Regions from separate parts of the Zea mays genome. Here region 1 is linked to region 2. The links are chromatin contacts, called in public Hi-C maps. All regions are on one chromosome and are shown on one strand. The core of a region is the stretch at or near the end of the contact, and the rest is flanking DNA. Distances in the headings are between cores, read along the strand shown.

What was found. Hi-C and Micro-C count contacts between places; a contact is called where the count stands out from the background.
Region 1: a contact with region 2 is called in a Hi-C map of ear, with 1.8 times the contacts expected there. The contact joins the promoter of LOC103646296 here to the promoter of LOC100193880 in region 2. A contact is called at or near these places in 4 of 25 Hi-C or Micro-C datasets (bundle sheath, ear and leaf).

Annotation. Positions count from the first base shown.
Region 1 is chr2:37,588,357-37,594,410 of Zm-B73-REFERENCE-NAM-5.0, reverse strand. LOC103646296 (probable inactive receptor kinase At1g27190) reads left to right here and starts at 1,256. Exons shown (of 1, transcript XM_008671024.4): 1 at 1,256-3,883. The coding sequence starts at 1,486. The coding sequence ends at 3,366.
Region 2 is chr2:37,447,317-37,454,291 of Zm-B73-REFERENCE-NAM-5.0, reverse strand. It overlaps LOC100193880 (DNA-directed RNA polymerases II and IV subunit 5A), which reads right to left and starts at 2,190. Exons shown (of 4, transcript NM_001138957.1): 1 at 1,911-2,190; 2 at 1,652-1,831; 3 at 1,429-1,542. The coding sequence starts at 2,111.

The DNA of each region.
Region 1 (6,054 bases), core at 7-2,506, 140 kb before region 2:
CGGATAAGGGTTCAACCTCTCTTTCTTCTGCTTGCTTTCTTAATGGATGAATCCGAGTCATAAGGGATTTTTGCTCGCATTCATCCCTGCAAAGGCTGTGAACATATAGAATTATGATCTAAGCCTAAACCATGCCTCAATACCATTGTTAAACTAAACACACCATGCTCATAAACTCTTGGTGTTGGACGCGAACGCCTTTAGGGCAATGAGAGTCAAAGTCCAAGATACTGAGATGACGATGACGGTCTTCCCTTCACGTACCATGTAGAGATAAATCATATCTCTAGAGTTTTGTTTGAGAGAGGTGGTACGATAAACGCTCGTTCACATGTCAACTCACTTTCCTATTTTTGGTGTGAAAGAGGGTCACGACTATAAAGTTGTTGTGCTCCCGATGGAGACGTTAGAGGCGAGTTTGGTTCAATCACTTGACCGAAGTGGGTGAGACCAATCTGACCATATGGAGTGAAGTTATATACCTGTCACTTATTTATGAAAATTTTGTTCAAACAATAACATTTGGTTCAACACTAAATGAAGGACCTAGTCCAGGAAACAAACTATATCGTTCTAAAATCATATTTCCTTGGTAATGAGATCCTCTACGGTTAACTCCACTGCAGTCCGATCTAGATTTGATCCTATACGTCAGCAACCCAACTACAGAGGTAGCGGATCTGCTTCCGTTTCCTTGCCTCAACAATTCCCTACTGTTTAATCTATCAATGATGCTGTTTCTCTTATTTTGTGGACGATTTGTATTTTGTTAGGATTCTATTTCTACAGACCGTATCAGTCTAGTAGAAATAACAAAATCCCTACCAAATGGAAATTGTTTCTGGAGAGAAAGAGATCCCTACCAAGTGATCCTGTCATTATAAGAGTTATGAGAACAGTAAAAAAATCTTGGATCCATCTAGAAAGAAATAATACTAATACATTTCACCTGAGAATCGGAATCAATGTCTCTCAAAAAACGTCTTTTTTTTGGAAAACAGAATCCTTGTCTTCTAAAATGTCCGAAAAAATGAGTTGAATTACCCTTTATTCACCTCGCTCGGGCGACCACCGTGGGCCGTGGCCTGGCAGCCTGCACGGCCCAGACGATGGTCAGCCCACCTCACCTAGCCCAATCAGACAACCATTCGTTTCCATCGCGTCGTCCCCCCTGCCCCGCTGGTCGCTGCTCCGCCTCGTTTCCCGCTGCCATCTCGGCGACCACACAGCGCAGTCGACGCACGACCCGTCCCAATCCAGACCAGCCGTCCAACGGCCCCACTAGAGCGAGAGCCTAGCGCCGCTCAGCGCACACGCCGCGCCAGTCTGCCCTCCCCATCCACTCCACCTGTCCACCATCACCCCCGCCCGGCCGCCCGCAACAAAGCACGCAGTCTCCCAACTGGTCAAACCGCTCCCCCCACCGGCCCACCCCCACCCCACCCCCACCGTACCCCGTCCCCAATCCGCGTGCATCCGTCCACCATGCCTCCTCCCATCCTCCTGCCCCCGATCTTCCTCCTCTTCCTCGTCGCCCCTTTGGCGGCGCCGCAGCCCGCGCCGGGATCGGCGGCGGCGCCGCAGGAGGACGACCTGCGCTGCCTCCGAGGCGTTAAGCACGACCTCGCCGACCCCAACGAGCGTCTCGCAGACTGGGACTTCAAGAACACCTCGGGCGGCGCTGTCTGCAATTACAACGGCATCGGCTGCTGGAACCTGCAGGAGTCCCGCGTCCTCTCGCTCTCGCTCTCCGGGTTCGGCCTCGTCGGCTCCATCCCCTCCTCGCTCCAGTACTGCCGCGCCGCCACCACGCTCGACCTCTCCAGCAACGCGCTCGTCGGCACAATCCTGCCAGCCCTCTGCGACTGGCTCCCCTTCCTCGTCACCCTCGACCTCTCCTCCAACCAGCTCAATGGCCCAATTCCCGCCGAGCTCGCCAACTGCCGCTTCCTCAACTCGCTCAGGCTCTCCGGGAACCAGCTCTCCGGCCAGATCCCCGCCTCCCTCGCGCGGCTCGACCGACTCAAGTCGCTCGACCTCTCGGGGAACAAGCTCGACGGCCAGATCCCGTCCCAGCTCGGCGACAACTTCCCCATGGACTCCTTCTCCGGGAACTCGGGCCTCTGCGGCCGCCCCGTATCCTCTCGCTGCGGCCGCGGGCTGGGGAGCACCGGCCTTGGCATCGTCATAGCCGCGGGAGTCTTCGGCGCCGCCGCCTCGTTGCTCCTCGCCTACTTCTTCTGGCGGTGCACCGGGAAGGGCAAAGGAGGCCGCCGCCGCCACAGGCGCGGCACCAGCGAGTCGGGCGGTGGGGAAGACGGGAGCTGGTGGACCGAGAGGCTGCGGGCGGCGCACAACCGCCTGGTCCCGGTCTCGCTGTTCCAGAAGCCCATCGTGAAGGTCAAGCTCGCTGACCTGATGGCCGCCACCCATGACTTCAGCACTAGCCACATCGTGGTCGCCGGGAGCTCGCGGGCGGGGACAGCTTACCGAGCTGTGCTACGGGACGGGTCTGCACTGACGGTCAAGCGCCTGCACTCGTGCCCACTTTCGGAGAAGGCGTTCAGGGCAGAGATGGGTCGGATGGGGCAGCTGCGGCATCCTAACATCGTGCCACTGCTGGGCTTCTGTGTTGTCGAGGACGAGAGGCTGCTGGTGTATAAGCATATGGAGAGTGGGGCTCTTTCATCGGTGATGAAGAAGCCAGGGGAAGCGCCGCTGGATTGGGCAACGCGACTTAGGATCGCCGTGGGGGCAGCAAGGGGGCTTGCGTGGCTGCACCATGGGTTCCAGGTTCCGCAGATTCACCAGAATTTGAGCTCGAGTGCAGTGCTTCTCGACGAGGATTATGATGCTCGGATCACGGATGTTGGGCTCACAAGGTTGGTCCGGATGGCGCCTGGCGAGGGTGGTGATACCAGTCCTTTCCTGAACGGGGACTTTGGGGAGTTTGGCTATGTTGCTCCAGAGTATGCTAGCAATCCAGTTGGTACGATGAAAGGCGATGCGTATGCATTTGGGGTGATATTGTTTGAGCTTGTTAGCGGGCAGGAGGCTGCTGCTGTGGTTACTGACGTGACGGGTGAAGGATTCAAGGGGACATTGGTGGACTGGGTTAACCAGCTCAAGGCTTCTGGTCGAATCAGTGATGCTATTGATAAACCATTGCGTGGAAAGGGCCATGAGGCAGAGATTCAGGAGTTCTTGAAGATAGCTTTTGCTTGCACCCAGCCCCGTGTGACGGAGAGGCATTCAATGTATCGGGTTTTCCACGCTCTGAAGAGCATCGGAGAGGGCTGCGATGTCACGGAGCAGTTTGATGAGTTCCCATTGGCCTATAACAAGGATGATTCAGACGCTATTTAGCTGATGATGCTGATTGCCAATTCGATTGTGGAAATGTTTGGTCAGGCTTATTGATGATATATATATTTAGCCTTGCTATGGACAGACCGGAAGCATAAATGAGTGATAAGAGAACAATATCGAGGCACCAAATCTAGCGCCGGATGCCGGGTGGTCAATTACATCGTTGCATCGACAGGGGATGTGATAACCATGTAAGCTGTAATATCAGTTTACAATTCTGTATGTTGTTTTAAAGTTACTGTTAGTGCCTGTAGTATCTGTGTGGAACTGCAATTCTTGATGGCCAAAATCCTAGTGTCACCTTTCGAAGTTCCTTCTTGGAACAACCAGCATGTTGTTCAGTCATTGGATTGGCACTCAATGTTTCATTACCTTCTTGGAAACTTATAGCAGGGTCCTGGGTAGTTAAAAATGTTCTAATGTCTCTTTAGCTTATACCTTCTTGGAAACTTAAGCTTTCAAAGGGTATGCTATACACATCTGGGCCTTGGAACATCTCCTGGTCTTTGCTCTATATTCTAAAAGCTCTCTATTTGGAAGCATCAGCTATAGGGGAATGGAACTTTCAACATCACCTTTCTGTACTATAGTTCTTTCAGCTGTTTTTCTAAGCTGGTGGTATACCGGTGGAGTCTTATGTAGCCGTCTGTCTTGGTTTATTTTAGCAGTCTAGTTTTCTTTGATTTGAAAGTCAGCTCTCTGTGACAAAACAAAGGATAATCAATCCCTGCGCACATGACAATCCAGATATAATTGTCACCATCATCCACAGCTAAATCCTAAATTTGACTTCACCAGTGATAGCGAGGGCCACTCGGTGCATTGACTAGTCTGTTGCTACCCGCGTAGTTAAATGAGGACAGATTTTGAAATGTGGCTGTTAGAGGAGTCAAGGGCCTATTGGGCCTTAGCCCATTAAGATTAATTGGTGAGGACAAGACAAGGGAAATCGAGAAAAAATTGGACAAACAAAGGAGGAGATGGCACTTACGAACTTTATGAAGCCCGGATCCGGACGCATAAGATAAGAGGGCACCTCGGCACCGGAAACACGAACGGGATTGCCTCTCGTCTGCGTCCCTCTCCGGGTGAAAACGAAAACAATAATTTTTGGATCCAAGTATCGTTTTTGAAATTTTACTGAAATTTAGGGCTAAACTGAAACCGTTACCGGAAATATGAAAACAAAAGCGCTGGAAAAAAACAAAAATGGAACGGAAATTATTTGGATATCTATGGACCGTTTCCGAGAATTACCGTTTTTATTTGGTATTTTATCGTCGGTAACGAGTATTGTTTAGAAAAAAAATTAGATATGAAATGATCTTTATAAATTCATCTTAACTTAGAAAAATATGAAACTAATTTTATTATTTTCCTATAATCAAGATCTATCTAATGATATATAGTTTAGAGTTGTTTAAAACTTGGGTCTTATTTATACTTTCTTATAAATTATTACTCATGATTCATATATTCATAATTTACACAAGAAGCAGAAGGACTAGGAAGACACCAATTATGTTGACTATGCCAAGTAGTAGAAGTACAATCAGAATACAAGTGTTATTATACACATCTTGATTCTATAGTCATATGCTACTAGACTTGTTATTGCTTTATTTAAATACATAATAATGATTTTATTACTATATTACATTGTCTTATATTTATTGTGATCTTCTACCTTATATTAAAATGTCTTATAAATTATTATTTATATTATAATGGGTCAAGTTATATGGCTAGTTCTATACTCCATAGTTTCATGTGTGGTATTGTTTTATGTTTTTTGATGGTTGTCAATATATTTTCAACGAATAGTTTTGTTTTATAAGGTATTGTATTATAACTTTCTAACTATATGTATGCAGTTGTATACTTGTATCTATGAGATATCCTTTAATCTTTCATGAATTTGTGAATATTTATATATGATTTTTATATTAGTGACCTTAGTTGTACCTTAGAGTGCGTTTGGTTGAATGAACAAAGAGGGACGGAACGAGGCGGCCACAATGTCAATCATGTTTGGATGAGGGTCAAGCAGGGGCGAGTTGAACCCCAGACCATTTTTCGGTGGCGGCGCCGTCCCCAAAAAACGATCGGATGAAGTCGCCCCGCCCCTGTCGCGATACTGAAAAAATCGTGTTGCCTCCCAACAAGTGACAAAACTACCATCTAAACAAAAACTAGGTTGATTCCATCAAAATTTATTCCTTCACCCAAACAAAAACAGTAATGACTCTTAAAGATGACCCTACCCTTAAATTAGGGATGACCTTATCCCATCCTATTTTTCTTCTTACTCAGTTTTGTCCATAACTCATTCCACGTGCTCAGACCTCAGAAAAAGCACCCGCACACCGACTCCATAGCTTTTGCCGTTTTGCGACAGCACGGCCCGCTTTTTTTTGAACACCTACAGGTGGGGCCCACAACCCTATCTTCATTTCTAATCGATCCCCATCCCGTCTACGTCGTCGCAGGCCACCCGCCACCAGCTGATCGCCGCCGTGCCACCCCGCTGCCAGGCCTCCTCGGCCAACTGCTCGACGCCAGGCAGCCCCGCCACTAGCTCCAGCGGCCCCGCCGCCCCGCTGCGCCGCCGCCAGCTCCCAGTTCCCAGCCTTTCCTTCCACGCAGAGACCTTCACGGCCAGCTCCTAGCCGCCACAGAGATCTC
Region 2 (6,975 bases), core at 941-3,440:
TCCTGCCTCAACAGATTTTTTTACTACCACTATAGTGCCTCCCATTCTCACCTATTTTTAGCTCGTATTGTAGTGCTACAGATCAAGGTTTTAAAGTCAACTAGTCGACTCAGCATCGATAAGGTGATTAATCGTGATTAGTCGTCGATTTACTCATATATATATATATATATATATATATATATATATATATATATATATATATATATATTATATGTATATATATATAGCTGTAGCAGGACTGGAATACAGCAGTACACTATAGCTGTAGCAGGACAGCAGTACACTGATTTCACTAAAAGGTAAGAGGAGGACAGGCACGCACTGGAGAGAGGGGAGGCTCTGCAGCCGCCGCGCAATGGAGGGGAGGCAGCTGACGGTCAAGCAGAGGGCCACCGGAGCATAGCAGGGCGGCAGGGATGAAGTGTTCCGTATTGGTACAAGTAGGGTAAAACCGTGTTTGTGTTGTACAGATGGTGGGTCGACCCATGTAACAGAGACCAGATTAGTGGTCCAAAACAAGCATAACTAGTCGACCATAATACCTAGTCAGACGACTAATCACGATTAGTCGGCGACTAGGACGACTAATCGCTTCCTAGTTGCTCTAGTCGAGTCGGACTGTCAGAGACCCTAATCGAGCTTCCTCTAGCGATAAGGCCGACTAATCGTGACTAGTCAGACGACTTTAAAACCTTGCTTCAGATAACAATTTGCATAATATAGTTTATCATTCTTCTTTACTTAAAGTTTGAAATTATACACAATTCTTGTTATATAGTAGTTAACAGTCCTAATCTGCAATGAAATTAACTGCAGTAACAAAAATAATAAGGCTAGCTATGGTCTGACATTCATTTCACAATTTGGGTAAACAAATAGGAAGCCAAGTTGAAAATTGTGCATCCCATGGGTCTATTCTTATATCGCAAGGCTAATTAAACGTTTAAACTTATATACCAGACCAGTGCTTTCAATTTCTCTCCTCATAGTTTACCAATTAACACATATCACATGCTCTTTTGGCTGTTTATATGATAACTACTGCACACTGTCAATTTGGCCTGAACACATTCACATTGACAGTTCTCAATGTGGTAAGTAACTAAAAAATCAAATGGACATTTATGTGTTTTGTCAGTTCCTTATATTACGGTATGTACCTAAAATCAAACGGCATTCGTGCTAACAAGCTACAGCATGCAAACAAGCTGAAAATGGTTTGATACTCAGCAACTTATTGCTTCAGAAAAATTATGGGAGGGCAATTACTTTCCAATATGCAGATCCAGGTGTAGTTTCATGCAATCACTGTACATAAAACCTTAACCCAAATAATTGAACACACACAAAAATAGAAACATTATGCTCATATAGAAACAAACATGCCAGGGTACTCTGAGGAAAGAATAAGCAAAATTATTCGACCTGGGTTTCCTTCACGGTGTACCGCTCTAGAAGAGTCTTCTTGTCTTCCGGTGTCAGGAGCACATGCTCTGGCACTAGGACATGGTCCTTAATGTTGACAAGAAGCTCAGCTTCCTGAACAGCATCGCAATAAGCGTCAGCCACAGTTTTCGCAAGGAGCAGCGCACATACTGACATAGAGATATGCCAATGCAATGAGGTAAAGAGAAATTAGAGTGTGGACCTGGAAGACCTCGAGGTGGTACTTCTGGGAGACCTCCTGAACGGCGCTGCGTGCGAAGGCGCTGAGCGCCTGCTGCACGACGAGTATGCCGGCGAAGACGTTCTCGTTCTTCATCTTCTCGACGTAGTTCCTGATTGTCTTCACCCCGGGCTTTGCCTCATTAGGAAAGAACACGTAGATCTGCAGGGGTAACGCACGGCTAGGGTTACGCCGAGGCGGCGGCGGCGGCGTAAGAGGGAGCAGGGGATCAGGATGAGACCTGGTCCGATGGGCCGTTCAACTTTGTGGCGTTGAAGGTGAGCTCGTCACGGCGGACGGGGTTGCCGTAGCGTTCGATGAACTTGTGCCTTTCGAGCTTGATTTGTTCGTCGCGGACACCGTATCCGCGGTCGCGCAGCATCTCATACACCGTGCGGCGGATGCGGAAGAGCCGGCTTATCTCGTCGTCCGGCGACGCCATCCCCCTCCGTTCCCTCTCCTTTCAGCTAGTCCCGGTGGAACTGGAAAGGTTATTTTAGAGCGATAGAGCGGCGCCGGCGCGGACGAAGGCGGAAGTTTGGCGGTGGCAAGTAGGGTTTGGCGGGTTGGGAGAAAGGCAATAGATGCCTTTCCGTGCACATGAGATGAGACTATGAGAGAATGTTTTGTTTGGGAGTACGGTGGGAGTGTGGGACCAAGCTGTTCGACTCTCAGTTTGACAGTGTTTGGACTTTGGATTGGTTTTATAGAAGGAAAGTGGTGTTTACTCTAGAGACATTTGAGGTGCCTCAAGTGAGTTTAAAAAAAATCGTGGAGCCGTATCTCCGTGAAAAGACGTTTCTGGCTCGTAATCCAAGTAGTAATAGACGTCTCACTTTACACTCACTTCACACTGTACGAATTCGTCGTCTGTTCTATCGATTCGATGATATACAAGCACATTTACTTCTCTATTTATTAGTGTACTACATTTATAGACACTCCATTGTATATTAGAGTCTCTTAGTTTTCTCTTGTGCTTGGAAAACCATTTTTGTGTAACTCCACTATACATGCCCTTATGCTTAAATGTTGAACTATTTAGCTCTCTAAAATCTCTGAGAAGGAGTCGCTCCCTTGCATAGAGCCGTTTTATTCCAATTAACTCAGGAACCATACACTACCTATAATAAGCTAAAGTAAGCGAGGCGTAAGATATGTCACATCAGATTTATATTAATACTAGCGAGGTACTCGTGCGTTACTATAGTTTCTATTTATGTTTATATATAGAATATAAAACACAAAGACATGTGTTCTATTGGTTAAGTGAGCGTGAATGTGTTTTAGAGCCAACAATCATAATTCAAATATTCATTATGCATATTTTTTGTATTTTTACTATTTAAACACAAAGGAGCACAACTATGGAGAAGCCATAGAAACTGATGTTTTAATATAGTAGAGTTTTTTTTATTTCAACTACCATAACTACCAATCATTCTCGCTTTTTTTTCTTTTAATCCAATACAAAGAATTATTTTGCAACAAGTAATAGACAATTTTTAATTGTAATTATTTTAATGATATACATAAATAATATTGCTAACAAAAACATAATACTGGATAGAACCTCGTATTACCATAGTCAAATTCAAGTCCAAATAGTACTCCATCCAGTCCTAAAGCAAAAGGTCGTTTTGGACAAGATTTAAATTAAATATATAAAACTTTGACTACAAATAACAATTTTCTTATTTAGTTTTGAAATCTAATAGTCATATATATTAATTTATTATAAAAAATACTTTTGCAAAAGTATGAATATATTAAAAGTTTATTTGTATTTTAAAAAACATTGCCTAAAGCTATATTTTAGAGATCTAGAATTTCATTATATGGTATATCATCTAAAAGTTTTATATGTATTCGATCCAACATCTAGAACAACTTTTACATAGTAAATTTTAAATTTGAATGTTAAGTTAAACAATACAAAATAAGTCTTAAGTAAGTTAAAGATATTAATAAATTATAATATAAATAGATTATAAGTCATGATGATAGTTTATATTTTACAACCCAACCAAATTATTTGGCCCGTGTACACCAATCATTACCCTCAAAGCCTTAGATGGATATGTAAGTGAACCAGATAACTTGGGATGCCAAGTTTCGATGAACTCGTTTATTATCAAGGATGATCCACCCATGATTGAGAACATTACAATAATCATTCATCTTAAAATAAGAACGTAAGTAAAAACATAGGAGATGGAGTGGAAGATTTTATAATAGGATAATGAACATTAGCAAGCTTTAAGTTTACAAAACCAATGAGTGTTTGTTATTACATGCCTGCGGTAGAGTTAAAGTGCTAACTTATATGAAAGGGAAATGGCCTCGATCATTTCCTATAATCGATTTTGGTGTTTGACGACTATACAAACTTTATGGACTAATTAGTTTGCCTAGTTGATCTTTTCTCAGGTACATAAAGTTCATATACATCTATAAGGAAAACAGGACACTTGGCCAATTCTATAAATACGGGGCAAGTCAGACTTGCACCAGCCTATGGCGCACCGGGCTGTCTGGTGTGCACCAGACAGTGTCTGGTGCCTAGGCTAGCGCACCCAACGAACAGGCCGCTCTCGAGAAAATGCAGCGCTTCACGGCTAAAATTCACCGGACTGTCTGGTGTGTCACAGGACTGTCCAGTGAGCCCACGAGCAACTGTCGACTTCACCAACTGTTGACTACCACCGCAGTCTGAAGCGTCAGAAGGCCAGAAACAGTCAGCGACGTCAGGTCGCACCGGATTGTTCGATGCGCCACAAGGACAGGCGAATTCAACAGTCAACTGCTCCAAACTCTAACGTTCAGCTAACGTGGCAGGCACCGGACAATGAATAGTGCAGCATCCGATACGCACCGAACTGTCCGGTATGTCCGTCGACAGAAAGCCTAGCCAACGGCTAGAATAGTGGTTGGGGCTATAAATACCCCCAACCACCACCATTCAAAGCATCCAATCTTTCCACTCTTCACACTCAATACAAGAACAAAGAATTCATTCTAAAGACACATTCAAAGCTTCCAATCCTCTCCAAGTCCCACAATTAAGACAAGTGATCAATAGTGATTAGTGACTTGAGAGAGTGAGATTTGTATTTCATTTGTTGCTCTTGTTACTTGGTTGTGCTTTCTTCATCTCCTTCTGAACTCTCTAAATGATTTGTAAAGCTAACAAGAGACACATAAGTGTGTGGTGATCCTTGCAGTGTCTTTGTGACCCTTGAGATTAAGAAGAAGCACTCAACCGGTCTAGGTGATCGATTCAGAGAGGGAAAGGGTTGAAAAAGACTCAGCCTTCGTGGCCTCCTCAATGGGGAGTAGGTTCATTGGAACTGAACCTCAGGAAATAAATCGTCGTGTTCATTTGTGTTGATCATCACCATTCGATTTTGTTTCTTCCCTCTCCCCTATCTCTAATAGTTCTCTTGCTCACAATCCTTTTGAGTTAGCTCTCAAAGTTATCCACATTGATTGAGCAACTCATAGCAAGAATAACTCTATTCCGCACTCCATATTCATTATTACTTGTTTCTAATCCTAACCCCGGGTGAAGTGTGTGTTCAAAGTTTATAATTTATAGGTTTCGCCTATTCACCCCCCTCTAGGCGACTTTCATTATTACATCACTTGGGAAGTCATCATCTTCCCACAAGCACACACAAACCAAACATAAGTAAAGAGGTCTCCAGAGGTGAGCCTAATAGAAGTCAAACGTGTCAAGAACCTCCTCTGCACAACATAGTGAATAAAACCCTGAGTAGACAATTACTCAGCAAGACTGACCCGACTAAAGAAAAGACTCTCAAGGGTATGCTAGTCAATTTGGGGATCAAGGTAAATGTTATCAATGTTCAAAGACTCAAGTTTTGCATAAAGGCTTACTATTACTTGGTCCTTAAGTCAACTTTTTGCATTCCACATTAAGTTCTTGCCTCTCTAGATTGGCCTAATCTATCTAATTCACTTGACCTAATCTAGCTTATTTTTACGTAAAACAAATCTTGTTATACTTATTATCTACGATGAGGGTCGAAGATCTAGTCTTCATATCTGAGAAGTAACGATGATCCGAATCGATTAATACCCAGCTAGGGATCTCCAACCACACGACATATGTAGCATTTAATCCTTGCATATGTCAACTCACACCCGGGTTTCTCAAGACCAGAATGGGTCCCCGTCAACCGAGAGCACAATACCCCACCATCCAGCCTCTTGCTAGGTGGATACACGATACTCTCGCCATCTCTCCACTTCCATCGCGGACCGACCTTTCTGGTATTGGTCCAGCCAAGGCTAAGCTTACCCATGACGATGCATGTGGTTAGTTAAAAGGTCCTAGATCAACAGGTCAACAATCATTACGGTCCTTAAACAACACAGACGGGTGACCTTTCCTCCTCAACATTTGTTCTCATTTTAAACTATTCCTCAAAACTTGTACCTGTCAGTGGTTCCCTACTTGAATGACGAATTCATCAAAGCATTTGATGCCTTCATCACTCCAAGCCTTTTTCTTTTGTAAAAACATGATTCATAGATCAAAAACACTTTTGTTCCTAATCTATGAGCATAGCTAAGTGTTTCTAACTTTACAAAATAGGTGTCAAGGTTGATAAGCAATATCCTAAGGAAAGTCATGCAACAAAGATTTAATCAATCAACTCATATCACCTAATGCATCATATAAGTGATAAAAGTTTTGAAAACACAAGGAATTGGTGAATTGCACCGGGGCTTGACTTGATGAGGAGGTGAGTCAGGATCTTCTACCAAAATGTTGCAGTTGACAGCAAAACCCACTGGAGCACCATCAGGAAGCCCTTAGGAGGAACTTCAGATGGAGAAGCTTTTGATTGAGGAACAGGTTCCTCTTCCACCTCCACTTCAACTTCTTCTTCTTCTAGGTGTTCTACAAGTCAATTACGAGTACATGAATGCTTATGTAATGATATGAAATGCAAACTCTCACAAGAGAGAGGTGGGGAAACATAAATACTCCTAATTAAGCACATGACAAGTATATTCATACTTCTATACAAACAAACACTTGATAAAAGCAACTAAACTGAATTTACTTAGGCAAACTAGAGAACTAAATATATTAGAGTCCACTAAGTTTGTTACCCAACAATTTATTTTGTCTAATTCACTCTAAAAATACTTTAATACTAACTTATAGAGTTAACATCTTTTTTTGCTATTTTAATGTTTTCTAGGACAATCAACTCTAAACAGGTTCAATTTTTTAGCAAGTGCTGATATAGTGGTAAATAGTGTTTCCACAA